Regions from separate parts of the Mus musculus genome. Here all the other regions are linked to region 3. The links are chromatin contacts, called in public HiChIP or PLAC-seq maps. All regions are on one chromosome and are shown on one strand. The core of a region is the stretch at or near the end of the contact, and the rest is flanking DNA. Distances in the headings are between cores, read along the strand shown.

Region 1 (4,725 bases), core at 642-3,141, 100 kb after region 3:
GTAAGTTACTGGTGTAAGGAAGTATGGACTTACTACTTTAATGTATTAATAGTATTAACAATAACTCACCTTTATTAGGGCTTGCTAGTTCCAGACTCATTATATGTGCCTTATAAATATTGCTTCATTTTAACCTTCAAACAATTCTAAGATTTCCATTCTGCAGATGAGGAAACTCAGACAAGCCATGTTATGTATCTAAGATCACGCTGGTGGTGGATTTAAGTGGCTGGCCTGGTGTCCCTCACGTGGGTGGGTGGGTGCTGGTTCTCTGTTTAGGTGCTTCACAGCATTCTTACTGATGTCTGAGCATCCCCTCCTTACTGCATAAATCAAGCATGTACTGTCACCTCACTGTGACACTATGCTGTGCAGAACAGGTGGCTGTTTCTGAAAGGAAGTTTATTCAATTGTAGTATGAGAAATGTAAAGGAATCCCAGATCAGAACAAGGACTACTGTGTTGTTTTGTCTGCGAGTGTGTGTGTGTGTGTGTGTGTGTGTGTGTGTGTACAACTTAAGGGGAACTTTTATATCCTATGTTCAAGCTAAACACAATCTACATTAGGTCATCAGTGGCTTTGAGAAATAGATTTCCAAATTTCCTCATTCCCAAAGATGCGCCTATCATTTTCAGACTCCTCCATCTCTTTAGTGTTTGTTTTTCCTCGAGTTGTAAACCTGCAGGTACATTTAGAATAACAAGGAAGCCCCAGTTGCCGCAGACCCTCTGGGTCCCTATGTCTGCGTGGAACAGGTCTCTAGTCACAGGTGGGCAAAGCGTTGGATGAGATGACAGACAGATGCACACAGGAGAGGTTGTGTAGAACCTGAATGTAATGTCAGGTCGAGCATCGAACTTTTTATAGTACAGAGAATGCAAGGGGTTGGAAGTCACAGCAGGCAAGGTACATTGCCGTTACCAGGTACAAAACAAAGGAATGACTTCAAAAGGATTTACAGGAACCAGGTAAATGTTTACAGTAAAGATAAAGCAGTCCTACCTAGGGTCAGCTTAGTGACAGGCAAGAGTTTCACACTCTAGTGTCATACCTTTGAACCTTGTGAAGGCTAGCACCAGGGGGTTCTTCTCTTGGCAGACCTCAAGAATAATGCAGTATCACAACCCCCCTAATTTCCTAGGCCTTGCTAAATTCTTATATGAGTGTAACTTTTAAGTATCTGGAGAATCTCCATTTGTCAGGAGAATATACCAACTTGTTTTTAATATGCAATGTAGCCTTACTGAAGATTTCTATCTCAATGAGATTCCCTGGCTCTTTCTGCAGACCAGTTGAGCCACTGGCTCTGTCTATTGTAATGCTTAGTTAGTTACTGAATAGGTTAACTTCCTTACTGCCTTCTCACAGGATTCTAAGCTCGGGCAGCTTCTGGGATCTTGGAACACTGGGGAGACTAACTATAACAGAATTTAATCTTAAAAGGCATTTATAATAAAATATTAAAAGAGAGCTCGTAGATCCATACACCAGACTAATTCGGGAATAGAATATGAGTATATGGATAAACTCCAGGAGGTGAGCTTCCTTGAAACTCTCTGCCTCGTGAGTGGCTTTTAGGCTTCACAGCCTGTCAAGCTGACTCGACCTGAGTGCGTGGCACCCAGTCACTGGAAAGTGGGGTTGCTTTACTTTCTTCCACTGCCATTAATTTTTTGAGAGGTTTTCGCTGTGTAACTCACTCTGTAGACCAGGCCAGCCTCAAACTCAGAGATCCACCTGCCTCTGCCTCCCAAGTGCTGGGATTCAAGGCGTGCACCACCACGCCTGACAACATTTGTTATATAAGAGAATAGTCACACTATTGTACATGTAATGACCTTTTCACTCCAAGGCCATTAGTGTACTTACACATCAATACACTTATCATCACTCACAGAGCTAGCTCTCCAGTCCCTGGGAAGCTCAGATGGCTACTGGCTGTCCTAGCATTGGCCCTGGTTAGCACTATTTCTAGTTTGCTTTTGTGAACACTGCTGTTGTTAGATATATCCAGTAGTTCTACCCAGTCTTCCCAGTAAAAATATAAAAAACAGTTACTAAGTAAAGAATATGCACATTTTAACACTTTTTGACAAATTCTTTCTGTGTGCTTCTTCTGTGTAAGAATGTCCCTTTGTGTGCATTTGGTTCTTCTTTGTCTGTCACTGTGGCTGCCTAGGCAGCCCTGGGTTGGGTTAAAAAAAAAAAAGACATATTATTTTCCAGGTTAGAGTACTCAGGCTTCCTCCCTAGGAACTTCTTTTTGAAGAATTTTTTTAAAGTTCTAAACTATATAAAATTTAAACTAAAATCTCAATTTTGGCAGTATAAACCCTTTAGTGGCTTTTAATAAAAAATGTAATAATGTGAGTTAAGTATTGATTCTATGAAATATAAACCACCTGGGACGTGGACAGCTGGCAGACAGGCTTTTCTGCCCAACTCACTTCTCATCGACTCTCCTGCCTCTGAGCTCGACACCTAATGTAATGAGTCACCTTCCTTTGTGGAAATTGTATTTGTAAAACACTAAGCTGATATCTCAGAGTCGAGCTGTACCTCACTCTTTCAGGTGAGCCTGGTCTGTGGTACAGCTACCTCTCAGTGAAAAAAGGGGGGTTTCTGGTTTACTCCACACTGACACCAATGGTTCTGAGCCGATTATGTCTAAAAATGTTACTGAAACAGAATTCACATGTAAGAGTCTCTATTTTAAGGGGCATAGTTCACAGATTTTAGTATATCTACAAGTTTGTGCAACCAACACTACTATCTAATTCCAGATCATTTCTCTCGACACTCTTAGCAGGCGCAGGCCACGCCCTTCTTCCTGCAGCTGCTGACAGTGCTAACCTGCAGTGTAGGCATGGCTCGTGGGGTGTCTTGTGTAGACAGTATCACAGTTGTGGTCTTCTGCGTTTGGTTTCTCTTACCTATCCTAATTTTCAAGGTTAATTCATCTTGTAGCATGTAATAAAATTTTTAGAAATGAAACTAATACTGTACCAACTAAAACTACTTAATAGAGATGACTTTGGGAAACCAGAAAGTTGGATCTGTTAATCACAGAAAAGAAAGCAGTGTCAGAAAAAGAGGAGAGAAGGGCAGGAGAGTTGGTACAAATGCTGCAGTGATAAAGAATGAGATAAAGGAGGGAACGGGACAGTGACGCTGGAGGCTTCCAGACAATGCTGTCCCCACAGAAGAGGAAGTATTCTTAACAGGAAGTAAAGTGCATCGGGCAAAATGGCTGCCCCTAAAGTGTGCCACAGGCTTTGATGATAAAGTGGAAATGCTAATTAACTTGATGTGTTTAGTGTACACTGTATATATGTATTAAAATACCCCATAAAAACTGATAGGCCATAAAATGCATGTAAATCACATGTGAATAAAATGTAAAGCTTGTGTCTAGGTGCCGTGGCACATGTGTAGTCGTAGATGCTTGGGGAAGCTGTTTGCAGCAGCAAAGTGAGACCCTATTTTGAGAATTTAAAATATGGGGCTGGATAGTTGGCTCAGTGGTTAAGTGGCCTTGTTCTGCCCAGAGCTTAGCAATACTTTGTAGGTGTCTCTTTTCAGCTCTTGGAGGAGCCACATGTTGACACAAGTTTGCTGAGGTGAAACTGCTTGCCACCATGTACCTGAGGTACACATCTTGAATCAGACCTAAACATCTTGAGTATTGTTTGGGGTGCATGTTTCAGGGATTTGTTTAAGCTCAGAAAATCTGGGGACACTAGAACAGTGTATCTGGTAGTTTTGTGTTTCATGCAGTCCAAGCTGGCCTCAAGCTCTCTATTGTAGCTGAATACTGGCTCCACTTCTCAAATGTTGGAATTTAAGTGTGCACCCCCACACCTGAATTGTGTGGTGTCAGAGATCAAACCCAGGGCTTCATGCCTTTATGCTAGGCCGGCATTCTGCCTTCTGAGCTCCAGCTGCAGCCCCAAGTGACTGTTAAAGAAGATCTGACTGTTGAGAAACATTAGCAGTGGAAAGCAGTTTGGGGGAAGGGAGGGAGAAGGACTCTAAAAAGAGAATACAGGAGATGGAAAGTAAGAAGAGTTGTTAACAGGAAGTGACGACACTAAAAACAGTGTCTGCTGCAGTTTGCCTATGGCTTTGATTCGGAGGTGTTAACTGGGAGGTGATTTCTGTTTCTCTGGCCTGTGGCATGGCAGGAAGGGTCTATGCACACAGTGAAAGTGGGCCGTGATGAGAGAGTTGAAGTCCACTTGGCCCAGTGCCACATTATGGCCAGTGTACTCAGAGTCTGCCAGTGGTGGGGAGAAGGAAGAAAGGTGAACATTTGGGTTTCTCACCTCCTTTTCTAACCACATCAGGGACATCCTGATAATCTTCTTGTTTTGTCCTGAGTTGTTGTTGTTGTTGTTGTTGTTGTTGTTGTTGTTGCTGTGAGTTGTTGAGATAAGGTGTCATTGTGTAGCACTATTTGAGCTGGAACTTGATGTGTAGGCCAGGCTAGCCTTGAACTCAAGCCACCTGCCTCTGCCTATCAAGGGCCAGGACTGAATGTGTGCACCACTAGCCCAGCCCCTGCTCTGAAGTCTTAGAGTGTTAAGGTGTCTTACACAGAAAGAAGATTTAAACTCTGGAGAAACTGAAAAGAAAACCTATTCAAACATTCCATCAGGCAGGATTAGGCCCAAGGCAAGGTTCAGCCATAGAGCGAGTGCCTGGCCTGCATGAAGCCCTGCCTG
Region 2 (4,857 bases), core at 392-2,891, 74 kb before region 3:
GGCTACACAGTGAAATGTCCTGAAGCAAACAGCCAACTTGAGGGTATGTATCTCACAATCTCCAAAGAGCTGTGGGAAATGCATATTTCTTTCCTAGGCATTCAGGATGCTTGAACAAGGGGCTGAGAAGCCGTTGGGCTCGCAGCAGACTATCTGTGGCTCTAACGCCCAAGTCCACAGGGCACTGGGAGAAATTCTGGGTCTTGGTCTTGGTGGTTGTCATGTCCTTCAAGGACTCTGAAGGGGACAGAGGGCTGCATTGACTCCTGCTAAGTGACCCCACACCCCACCCTACCCCCACCCCAGCTCATCTCCCTCCACAGTCTTTAGAAACACCAGCCCTCCATCACCCCCCACAAGCCATGTCTTAAACTGGCAGCAAAGAGGAACAGCATGCAGACTTAGGGAGGATTGTATGCCCCTAAGGACAGAAACCCTGCCAAGGGTGGGCCACGGCATGAAGACATGCCCCCCTACCAGAGGGCCAACATACCTTCACCTTCCTCTCTGGAGATGAAGCCGGACAATACTATGTGGAGAAAAAGAGAGTGCTACTGTCTTCAGGCTGTCTATTTGGGCAGAGCCCCATCCCTGCACAGCACAGCGCTGCCTCCCACAATGCAAGGCCAGGCCAGCTGAGATCCACAGAACACTCACCCTCGGGGCTGAGGCAGAAGTCAGTGGACGCTGAGCCATGCTCGTTTTGGATGGTACAGCGATACACACCACAGTCCGTGGGAGACGCCTGCACGATGGCCAAAGCCGCTGGCCCCTCGTCCCCTGCACTGCAGAGAGCGGAGACCCTTCTCGTGAGGGTCATCACCCAGGGCCTTCGACCCAACTCTCACAGGCTGCTGGGAACCCAGGCTCTGGGAGCCCTGGGAAGGTGGTGAGAGGTTCCAGGTCAGAAACCGGTCCTCAATCACACAGGTGACACTTACTTGCTGTGTGACTTGAGACCCATGATTTAAGACCTCTGAGTTTCAATTTTCTGATCTCCACTTGAAATAAGAGACTCACTCACTGGGACTAGTGTGAGGACAAAATGAGGGGACGGGTTCAAGATGCTAGTCCCCAACATGACTGTAACTGCGGAGCCCGGGCAGGTGGCGGTGCTCTCCAGACAGCTTACCTCCTGTTCACTTCGCCCACTGGGTGCTGATCCTTCGCCCATGTCAAGACTGAGTCACTAACAATGTTGAAAAACTGGCACCAAAGCTTCAGACTACCAGAAGAATCTGGAAACTGTTCCACCCGAATTTTCCGGATCACCTGTGGGGCTGAGAACAGGAGCCCTGTTACAAGACAGAAGCCGACCGACTCCTACCACCCTTGCCCTCTCGGGTCACACCCATTGCATCCTTGGGTATCCTTAGGGAACAGCCTGAGCATTATAAGGTGCTTGTGCTGGAGAGCACGTACCTTAACCAGGGTGGGAGGCAGGGAGACAGGACATAGGGACTCAAGGCTAAGCACGTTCACAGAGACAAGCAGTCAAGAGAGGCTTTTGCATTGGCTGTTGCATTCTCTCTGAACCTGCCTCTGAGTCTTATCTTGGCTGTGGGATCACCATGGAACAAGTCCATAAAGGCAGAGGTGATGGTGGGGCCCCGGAGGCCCCTGAAGCCAAGGCCTGTGCTGAGCTGGGCCTTTGTTTGCATGCTTTGTTCCTGTTTGATCTGGTTTTCAGACAGGGTCTCCCTGAGTAGTACAAGCTGACCTTGAACTTTCAGCCTCCTGCCTTAGTTTCTGGAATGCTGAGAGCAAAGAAGGTCCAACAATACCTGGCCCTCCCTTCACTAGATCTCTCCCTGGCCTTTACCCCTGACAGTGCCCCGTCACTGTCACCTCCCTTCCTGGCGCTCTAGGCCCCTCAGATAGCTCCTGCAGTGCTGTTTCTCAAGGAACTACTGCCTCTTAGCAGGGAGGTGCCCCTCACAGGGTGGTACTCACAGTAGGGCCCTGTGTTGACAGCTTCCCCTGCCCCGCTCCTGGCACTCACCTTTTAGCAGGTCCTTAGCTTTCCTTTGCTTGGCCAGAGCTTCCTGCTTGCCTTCATCCACCGCAGGCTCTGAGTCCAGGCCACTGTCTTTGGATCTGGAGACCAAGTCTCCAGTTGCAGGCTCTTCTTCTGCGCCAGGCACCTCTAACATGCTGGCTTTTCGGGCCTGGGTAGGGGACCGTCTCTCCCGCCCTGGAGTCCCTGGTGACCCAGGTGTCAGGCCCTTCCTGGGTCCCCGGGGGGAAACCGTGGGGCTCTCCCTTTCTTCAGCCTTGTTTGCCTCTCCATCTGACCCTGCTCTGACCTTAGGGAGGAACCTCTTCCTCCGGGCCCCCAGAGCCAGTTCCTCGGGTGTAGCTGCAGGGAGACCCGTCAAAGCCTCCCCTGGCATTGCTTCTTCTTGGCAGGGCTCCTGGGTTCTGCTTTCCACTGTGTGCCCCTCCACTTCCCCTAGCAGTCCCTTCTTGTCACTTTCCTGCGAAGTCCTCTCCTCGGAATCCTCTCCCGCAGATCCTTCCTCACCCACCACAATGGCAGGGATGGTGAGGGGGGTGGGGCACGGGCCCCGAGAGCACTGGGCAGCAGCCAGAGCCTGCTGGCCAGCCTGTACCTCACGGTCCAGAAGGCCAGTAAGGCGGCGGGAGGTGCAGGGGCTCAGCAACAGGGTCTGTGCACTCTGCACTAAGTGATTGTTCTCCACGCGTTCCAGGATTCGCCTCGACGTCCTGGGACTCAGCCCAGCCACCTCCATGGTGGGGACCAGAGTAGAGGAGGAGGTTAAGCCCCCGGTGTCTGCCACTTCCTGGGACTCGGCCCTGGCTTCACTTGTCTCTGGACTGGATAGCTTCAGCAGCAGAAGCAAGTAGTTCTTCAGGGAATCTATAAGGCCAGGGTCACAGCTCCGGGTACCTGAGGACCTCCCGTCCACATTTGGCTCCTTGGCACAGGCTCCCTCACTGCTAGTAGCCATGGCTTCTGGTGGGTGACTCTGAGTGGGGGACCCTGGCCCCAATTGCAGAGTGGGAGCAGAACTCGGAAAGTCCTGGTCCCTGGAGGGGAGGGGGACATCTGTGTTTGTGTGCAGAGAAGCTGCGGTGCCTGGTAGCTCCTCCTGCAGACTACTGGTTAGGCCCGTCCCAGGAAGAGAAGGCATGGCAGGCACCTCCTGACTCAAGCCAGTTGAATGCCCACCAGAGAGACCCACATGAAGCGGTTCCTGGGGCTGCTCCTTCTTGGGGCACTGAGACAGGCTGTCCTCTTGCTCTGACCTTTGATGTGTTTGTCCTCCCAAATGCTCTGAGTGCCCCTCGGGAGGCAACTGTGTTGGGTAGGTACGGTTCCCTGATGGGGGGCCTAGCAGCCCATCCTCATGGCTTCTGAAGGCTGCCTCTTCAGACCGCAGCATCAAGTCAGATCTTTCTTGGACACAGGGTGCCTCTGTGCTCTTCTCAAAACATTCTATAGCCTGGGACTCTCTAGGGCATCCTGATGGTGAGCCTTTGAGAGCTCCAGGAAGTGAGCTGAGGCTGGCCATGGACAACTGCTCTGATTGGGTTTCGAAAGCTACAGGAATGCTGCCTGCTGCTGACTGTGTCTCTTTTTCTTCCTCCTGTATCCTTGCGTCTCCAGGGTCTTGCTGCCACCTCTCACCTGCCTGCATCTGTCCTACCTGCATATCCACTCTTCTCTGTGTCACCAAATTCTTCCATGAACTCCTGTCTGACTGTGGCCTCTCACTTCCTTGTGTCACAACGTCCGTCGGTGCCTTCTCACCTGCCTGTGTCCTTGGCGAAGCGTGTGCTCTGTCTTGTGCTCCGTCTCCCTGAGTCCTCCCATCCACTTGCAGCTTTCCATCTGTGTGTGTTTTCTTCCTGCTTCCAGTTCTCCCATCCACAAGTGTCCTTCCATCTTCCTGAGTTTCTGTATCCATGGGCTCCGTGGCCCCTTGATTTCCAGAGCTGTCGTGATCAACAGAGACGGTATCGGAGCTGCTGTTGGCAGACTTGGTGGGAGCCACGGTTGCTGGGGACTCCAGAGCCTAAAAACACATGGCCAAAAGCACAGTCTTAACGACACGTGTTGGTCTCTGTGCAGCTGGCATCCCAGCTTTCTCTGATCTCATCCAGAACTGCTCTGCAGGGAATCTTGCCGCTACCCAGTCCATGGCCCAGACACGCTGAGAACCCAAAAGAACCCAAAGCTTCAGTCTTGATCCCAGAAACTCGATTAAAGAATATCTAGAACCCAGGCCCGTCTGGCCGTCTGACCTCTTCCTGAAGAAACCTGCCAATCTTGAAAGACTCTTTGTGACCGACCCTGCCAACTGATCCCTCTATCACTTGGAAGATATTGTCTTTGCCCCAGTGCTCCCAGAACCTCCATTTGCATCTTAACCTCCCCACATCTGTCTGTCTTTCTTCCCTCTCTCCATCCCTCTCTCTCTCCTTCCTTCCTTCCTTCCTTCCTTCCTTCCTTCCTTCCTTCCTTCCTACCTTCCTTCCTTCCTTCCATTTGGAAGGTAGAGAGCAGGGGGTTCAAACAGGGTTATATGCAGCACAGGCTAGCCTCAAACTCACTCTGTAGCTGAGGTAGGCCTTGATCTATCTATTGATCCTCCTCCCTCAACCTCCTGAGTGCTGGGATTACAGGCACAAACCACCAGGCTGACTAGTCCTTCTTGAATGTAACACCTGACTTAGAATTACAGTAAATTGAGAGAATGTCAAAATGTGTGTTGATACTGACTTCAAGGACAGTGTCTGGCAGAAATACTGGGCATGTGGAAATAACAGGATGTCATTACACCTAGAGTGGGAGAACTCTGAATGACACCCTCGGGTGTCTCTCTACACCCT
Region 3 (4,555 bases), core at 1,128-3,627:
TAAACTAGGCTGTCCTTGAATTCACAAAGATCCACCTGTCTCTGTCTCCCAAATGCAGGAACCAAAGGTGTGCTCCACCACACCCAGCTGCTGCTGCTTCTATTAAAACCTCTTTTAAAACATTTTTTAAGTATATGAATGTTTTGCTCACATGTCCATCTGCACAGCATGTGTGAGCCTAGTGCCTCTGTCCGTAAGAAGGGGGCAGACACCAGATCCCGTTATGGAAGGTTGTGGACCACTATGTGAATGCTTGGAATCAACTGAGATCCTTTGCAAGAACAAGTGCCAGTAGCTGCTGAGCCATCTCTACAGCTTGCTTAACAAAGACAATAAGATAGAAATAGAAAATATCATAAGATAAAGCTATACCATCTATAGTCTTAGAGAACTGACCTCAAGGCTGAGGGGATGGATCCTTCTATCTGGCTGCCTGCATCTAGAGACTCCAGGACCACAGTAAGTGGGAGGGTCATGTGAGGCAGGAAGATCAGAAGGTCAAGGTTATCCTTTCTTACATAGAAGATTCAAGGCCTAGACTAATACCTAGGAGAATGGGTAAATATTTGACTATTACTTAATCAACAAAACATGGTTGATAATCTACATAGCAACAAAGAAAATTATCTGTAACTGAAAAAAGACTAATGCAAAAGTATCATCACATGATAACAATATATTATAACATTAAGTATTTGTTGAAGCTATCATTGAAAAGAAAACTGTTTAGGGTAATGAAATTACTAACAAGTTATTTTAGTTAGTGAACATCTGCTGCACTAATAAGTTCCTTCTATAAAATTTAAAAAGAAGAGAAAAAGAAGAGAGGGACTAGAACCACAAGGGAGGCAGGCAGCATGATCTGTTACCAGGCCCTGATATCAACAGGTTTGCAGGTTTGCTTTTTCACATCACAACCACCCACACTCCAAACCTCCACAAAGCATATCTCCCTGCCTAGGAGTTCTCATGGAAATGAAGAAAGTATATTCCCTACCCTTGGGAAGATATCCAGTTATGGATAAATAAAATAGCAATTATTTAATCAGGGTCAGCAGACTGCCTCACTGGAATGAGATTAAAGTTTTCAATTGAACAGATATTTGTCTCCTGGACTAGGTGCTGGAGTCCTTAAACAACAGGCAGATCCCAGCATCCGACTGCCAAGCGAACTGATGTGCAGGGCAGCATAACTACGAAGAAATGCTTTGGGACCTTTGCTTCAGACGCTTCCTCCCTCCATTTCTTCCTGCCTTTCAATGCCTAAGGGGAGAAAGCTGAAGAAAGGTGGGACCGATTGGTCCTGCAGTGCTGGGGAAAAGCACACAATGGTCGGGAGTAAACCATTTGCTGGAGCCCAGTGTCCTTCAGAAAAGGACAAGGGTTTGATGAAGAGTTATTACATCAGAGTAAGTAATATTCTCTATAACTTTAATTTTTTAATGGCAATTTTTTGTGGTTTTATTTATTTATTTATTTATTTATTTATTTATTTATTTATTGGTTGTTTTGTTTTGTTTTGTTTTTCAAGACAGGGTTTCTCTGTGTAGCCCTGGCTGTCCTGGAACTCACTCTGTAGACCAGGCTGACCTTGAACTCAGAAATCCACCTGCTTCTGCCTCCCAAGTGCTGGGATTAAAGGTGTGTGCCACCACGCCCGACTTTAATGACTATTTTTAATGATGGTTTTGAAACACTAACTTTTAGTCCACCACCCACTAAAGGTAGTGGAAAAGAAAGGATACAGGAAAGGTAGACCTGTTTAGAAATGGTTCTTTGAAACAACTCCAGTCTGTGTTGTCTGAAAATTGGCAGTTTAGTTCACAGGTTAGCAGCAGCAGCTCGATCCACTCGTAAACACTTAACTGAAATATTAGCAGTCCAGTTTGGTAGAGTGGGGTTAGCACCAACGGTGGCAAGACCTAGCAGGAATAGCCAGGCCTCAGCCTCGGCTAGAGTCAGCAGGAGGGACCAGCGCCAATAAGAACGCCAGGAAAGTTCTCTGCTCTGCCTCCCTTCACTGAGGGAGCACAGATCAGTGAAGACGTGAGAGCGACAAGCGTCCGCTACCTAAGTAAGCCAGGATCCGCCCCCCATGTTTGTCCTTTTCATATTCCCCCTTGTCTCAGCATGTGACTTGTTTCGGCTGACTTCACTCTGCCAATCAACCCGAGTCCAAGGAAGTAGTAAGAAACTGTAGCACACCACCAAAGGTTTTTTGGTATGTTTTTACAAACATAGTTCAACTATGTAATGTAAGGTAGAACAATATGTGCCTGTTGATAGCAAAGAATCTTTCATCATATGTCCTTCTGCATGCTTGTTTTAGTAAAACATCATTTTACCTGTCTGTGTTAGTGAAACATTCTTTCACAAGTGTCTTAGCCTTTCATCTGAGTCCATTCTAACTAAACATTTCTTCACATGTTTGCCCCAGCAAACACCATCCAACACAAATGACTTTCTAAAAAACCCTTAAGTTTCCGCTTCAGTTCTCCCACAGGAATTCGTCATGGGTTTGCAGAAAATGATCAGACATAAAATATATTTGCTAGAAGTCAGTTAGCTAGTACAGGAGTGCTAGTGTGTACCTACAGTCTCACCTCTCGGGAAGGCTGAGGTAGGAGATTAAGAGAAGGCTAGCCTGAGCTATAGCAAGACTTCATCTCAAAAAATAACAAAACTGCGGGCATGGTGGCGCATGCCTTTAATCCCAGCACCTGGAGGCAGAGGCAGGTAGATTTCTGAGTTCGAGGCCAGCCTGGTCTACAAAGTGAGTTCCAGGACAGCCAGGGCCACACAGAGAAACCCTGTCTCAGAAAAAACAAAACAAAGATAGGTGTGGTGGGTGGGTGGAAGCTGGAGGGTCAGGAGGTCAAGGCCAGTTGCAGTTATGTCTGAGGTCAGCCTGAGCGCTACAGGAGAGCTTGCTTCACAGTTCTCTTTCTTAGCAGGGCAGTGGTGTCGCACTTTAATCCCAGAATTCTAGAAGCAGAGACAGATCTTAAGTCAAACCCAGCATGGTCTATCTACAGAGTGAGTTCTGGGACAGCCAAGACTACACAGAGAAACCATGTCTCAATAAATAAATAAATAAATAAATAAATAAATAAAGTAATACTCCCAAGTGTTACAGAGTTTTGGTAAAAATCATATATAAGTAATAATTTATGTGACCTGTTAGAAGAGCAATTTAACAATACATAAGCAAAAACTACAATTACAACTTCCTCTAGGATCTACTAGTTTTTCTAGGAACTTTTACCAAATACTTTAGTAAGGAATAAAAAACATCTTAATTTTGAATGGATTCTCACCAAGTGTAACTGACCAATTAGAATTCTTTAAAAGATAAAAATAATATATAATTTTATACGACTATAGCAAAATTAGAAGGTAGAATTTCTTGCCTTTAGCAAAATCCTACATTAAAACATAGCAACTGAACACCATAGGATCTGAGTGAATATACACCATATGGATACATACATGTCCATTTGTGCACATGGATGTGACTGTCATTTCTAGATAACTACAAAAAAAATAAAAAGATGTTAACTCACTGACCAATTCTAGTATCAAGTTTAATGCTTTCATAAGTTCCCTAAAATGATGGATCTCAACCCATGGGATTATCTGCTATGCTTTGGATCTTAAATATCTCCCAAGGATTGGCATTTTGAAAGCTTGGTTAGCAACCATGGCTGTACTGAACGGTGATGACGCTTAGGAGAAGGAAGTCAGACTAGAGGCACTTTTGAAGGGGATATTTCATTCCTAGCCCATTTTTGTTTCACAGAGGCCATGAGATCAGTTACTCTACCACAAGTTTCCTCAATCAAGTTATGTTGCTTTGTCTCAGGCCCAAAGCAACAAGGCAAACTGATCATGGACTGAATTCTCAGAAATTATTAACCTAGAAAACAACAATAAAAAAAAGGGACAAAACCTTGATTTTTTTGAACCATGATCTCACATTATATATTTAGAATAATGAATTTAAACAATGCTGTTCATATATAAAGAGGTCAGCTGTACTGACTAGCTTCATGTGAACTTGGTACAAGCAAGACTATTATAGGAGAGAGCACCTCAACTGAGAAACTGCCCCACTAGATTGGCGTATGGGCAAGCGTGTAATTGGTTTTCTTGACTGACGATTGATGTAGGAGGGCCAGCTCACTACGGATGGTGTCATCCCTGGGCTGCTGGTCCTGGGTGTCCTAAGAAAGCAGGCTGAGCAAGCCATAAGAAGCAAGGCAGCCAGCAGCGCTCTTCCATGGCCTCTGTATCGGTTCTTGCCCTGCCTTCCTTCTATGATAGACTCATAAGCTAGAAGATGAAATAAACCCTTTCTTCCTCACGTTGCTTTTGGTCATGGTATTTATCACAGAAAAAGAAAGGGCGTGGTGGCGCACGCCTTTAATCCCAGCACTCGGGAGGCAGAGGCAGGAGGATTTCTGAGTTTGAGGCCAGCCTGGTCTACAAAGTGAGTTCTAGGACAGCCAGGGCTATACAAGAAACCCTGTCTCAAAAAACAAAAAACAAACATACA

Evidence for each region. HiChIP or PLAC-seq counts read pairs in DNA pulled down with a chosen protein or histone mark.
Region 1: a contact with region 3 is called in an H3K27ac HiChIP or PLAC-seq map of embryonic stem cells, with 10 read pairs. The contact joins two enhancer-like sites. A contact is called at or near these places in 4 of 15 datasets of contacts at CTCF or cohesin (CD8 T cells, the NIH/3T3 cell line, large pre-B cells and 1 more), 7 of 484 Hi-C or Micro-C datasets (the AML12 cell line, MC3T3-E1-derived osteoblasts, bone marrow-derived macrophages and 4 more), 8 of 115 datasets of contacts at active chromatin or transcription factors (CD8 T cells, astrocytes, embryonic stem cells and 3 more) and 3 of 9 other capture datasets (adipose tissue, liver and pancreatic islet).
Region 2: a contact with region 3 is called in an H3K27ac HiChIP or PLAC-seq map of embryonic stem cells, with 9 read pairs. The contact joins two enhancer-like sites. A contact is called at or near these places in 1 of 484 Hi-C or Micro-C datasets (nephron progenitors), 3 of 115 datasets of contacts at active chromatin or transcription factors (double positive thymocytes and embryonic stem cells) and 2 of 9 other capture datasets (adipose tissue and pancreatic islet).

What each region holds. Positions count from the first base shown.
Region 1 is chr7:80,917,622-80,922,346 of GRCm38.p6, reverse strand. The region is part of intron 4 of Sec11a (SEC11 homolog A, signal peptidase complex subunit); the gene reads left to right. All of the region lies in intron 2 of Gm51451 (a long non-coding RNA gene), which reads right to left. Among named protein-coding and RNA genes, the nearest start is that of Gm51451, 9.5 kb to the right of the region's middle. Within about 2 kb of position 1,891, at least 99 of the 459 cell types and tissues checked have an H3K27ac peak or open chromatin away from gene starts, as enhancers often do. A contact at or near this core is called in embryonic stem cells, where this site is marked.
Region 2 is chr7:81,091,330-81,096,186 of GRCm38.p6, reverse strand. It overlaps Alpk3 (alpha-kinase 3), which reads right to left. Exons shown (of 14, transcript NM_054085.2): 6 at 2,003-4,040; 7 at 1,133-1,280; 8 at 658-785; 9 at 494-529. The region is part of intron 2 of Gm51490 (a long non-coding RNA gene); the gene reads left to right. Among named protein-coding and RNA genes, the nearest start is that of Gm51490, 18 kb to the left of the region's middle. Within about 2 kb of position 1,641, at least 9 of the 459 cell types and tissues checked have an H3K27ac peak or open chromatin away from gene starts, as enhancers often do. A contact at or near this core is called in embryonic stem cells, where this site is marked.
Region 3 is chr7:81,018,028-81,022,582 of GRCm38.p6, reverse strand. All of the region lies in intron 2 of Zfp592 (zinc finger protein 592), which reads right to left. Among named protein-coding and RNA genes, the nearest start is that of Zfp592, 27 kb to the right of the region's middle. Within about 2 kb of position 2,377, at least 7 of the 459 cell types and tissues checked have an H3K27ac peak or open chromatin away from gene starts, as enhancers often do. A contact at or near this core is called in embryonic stem cells, where this site is marked.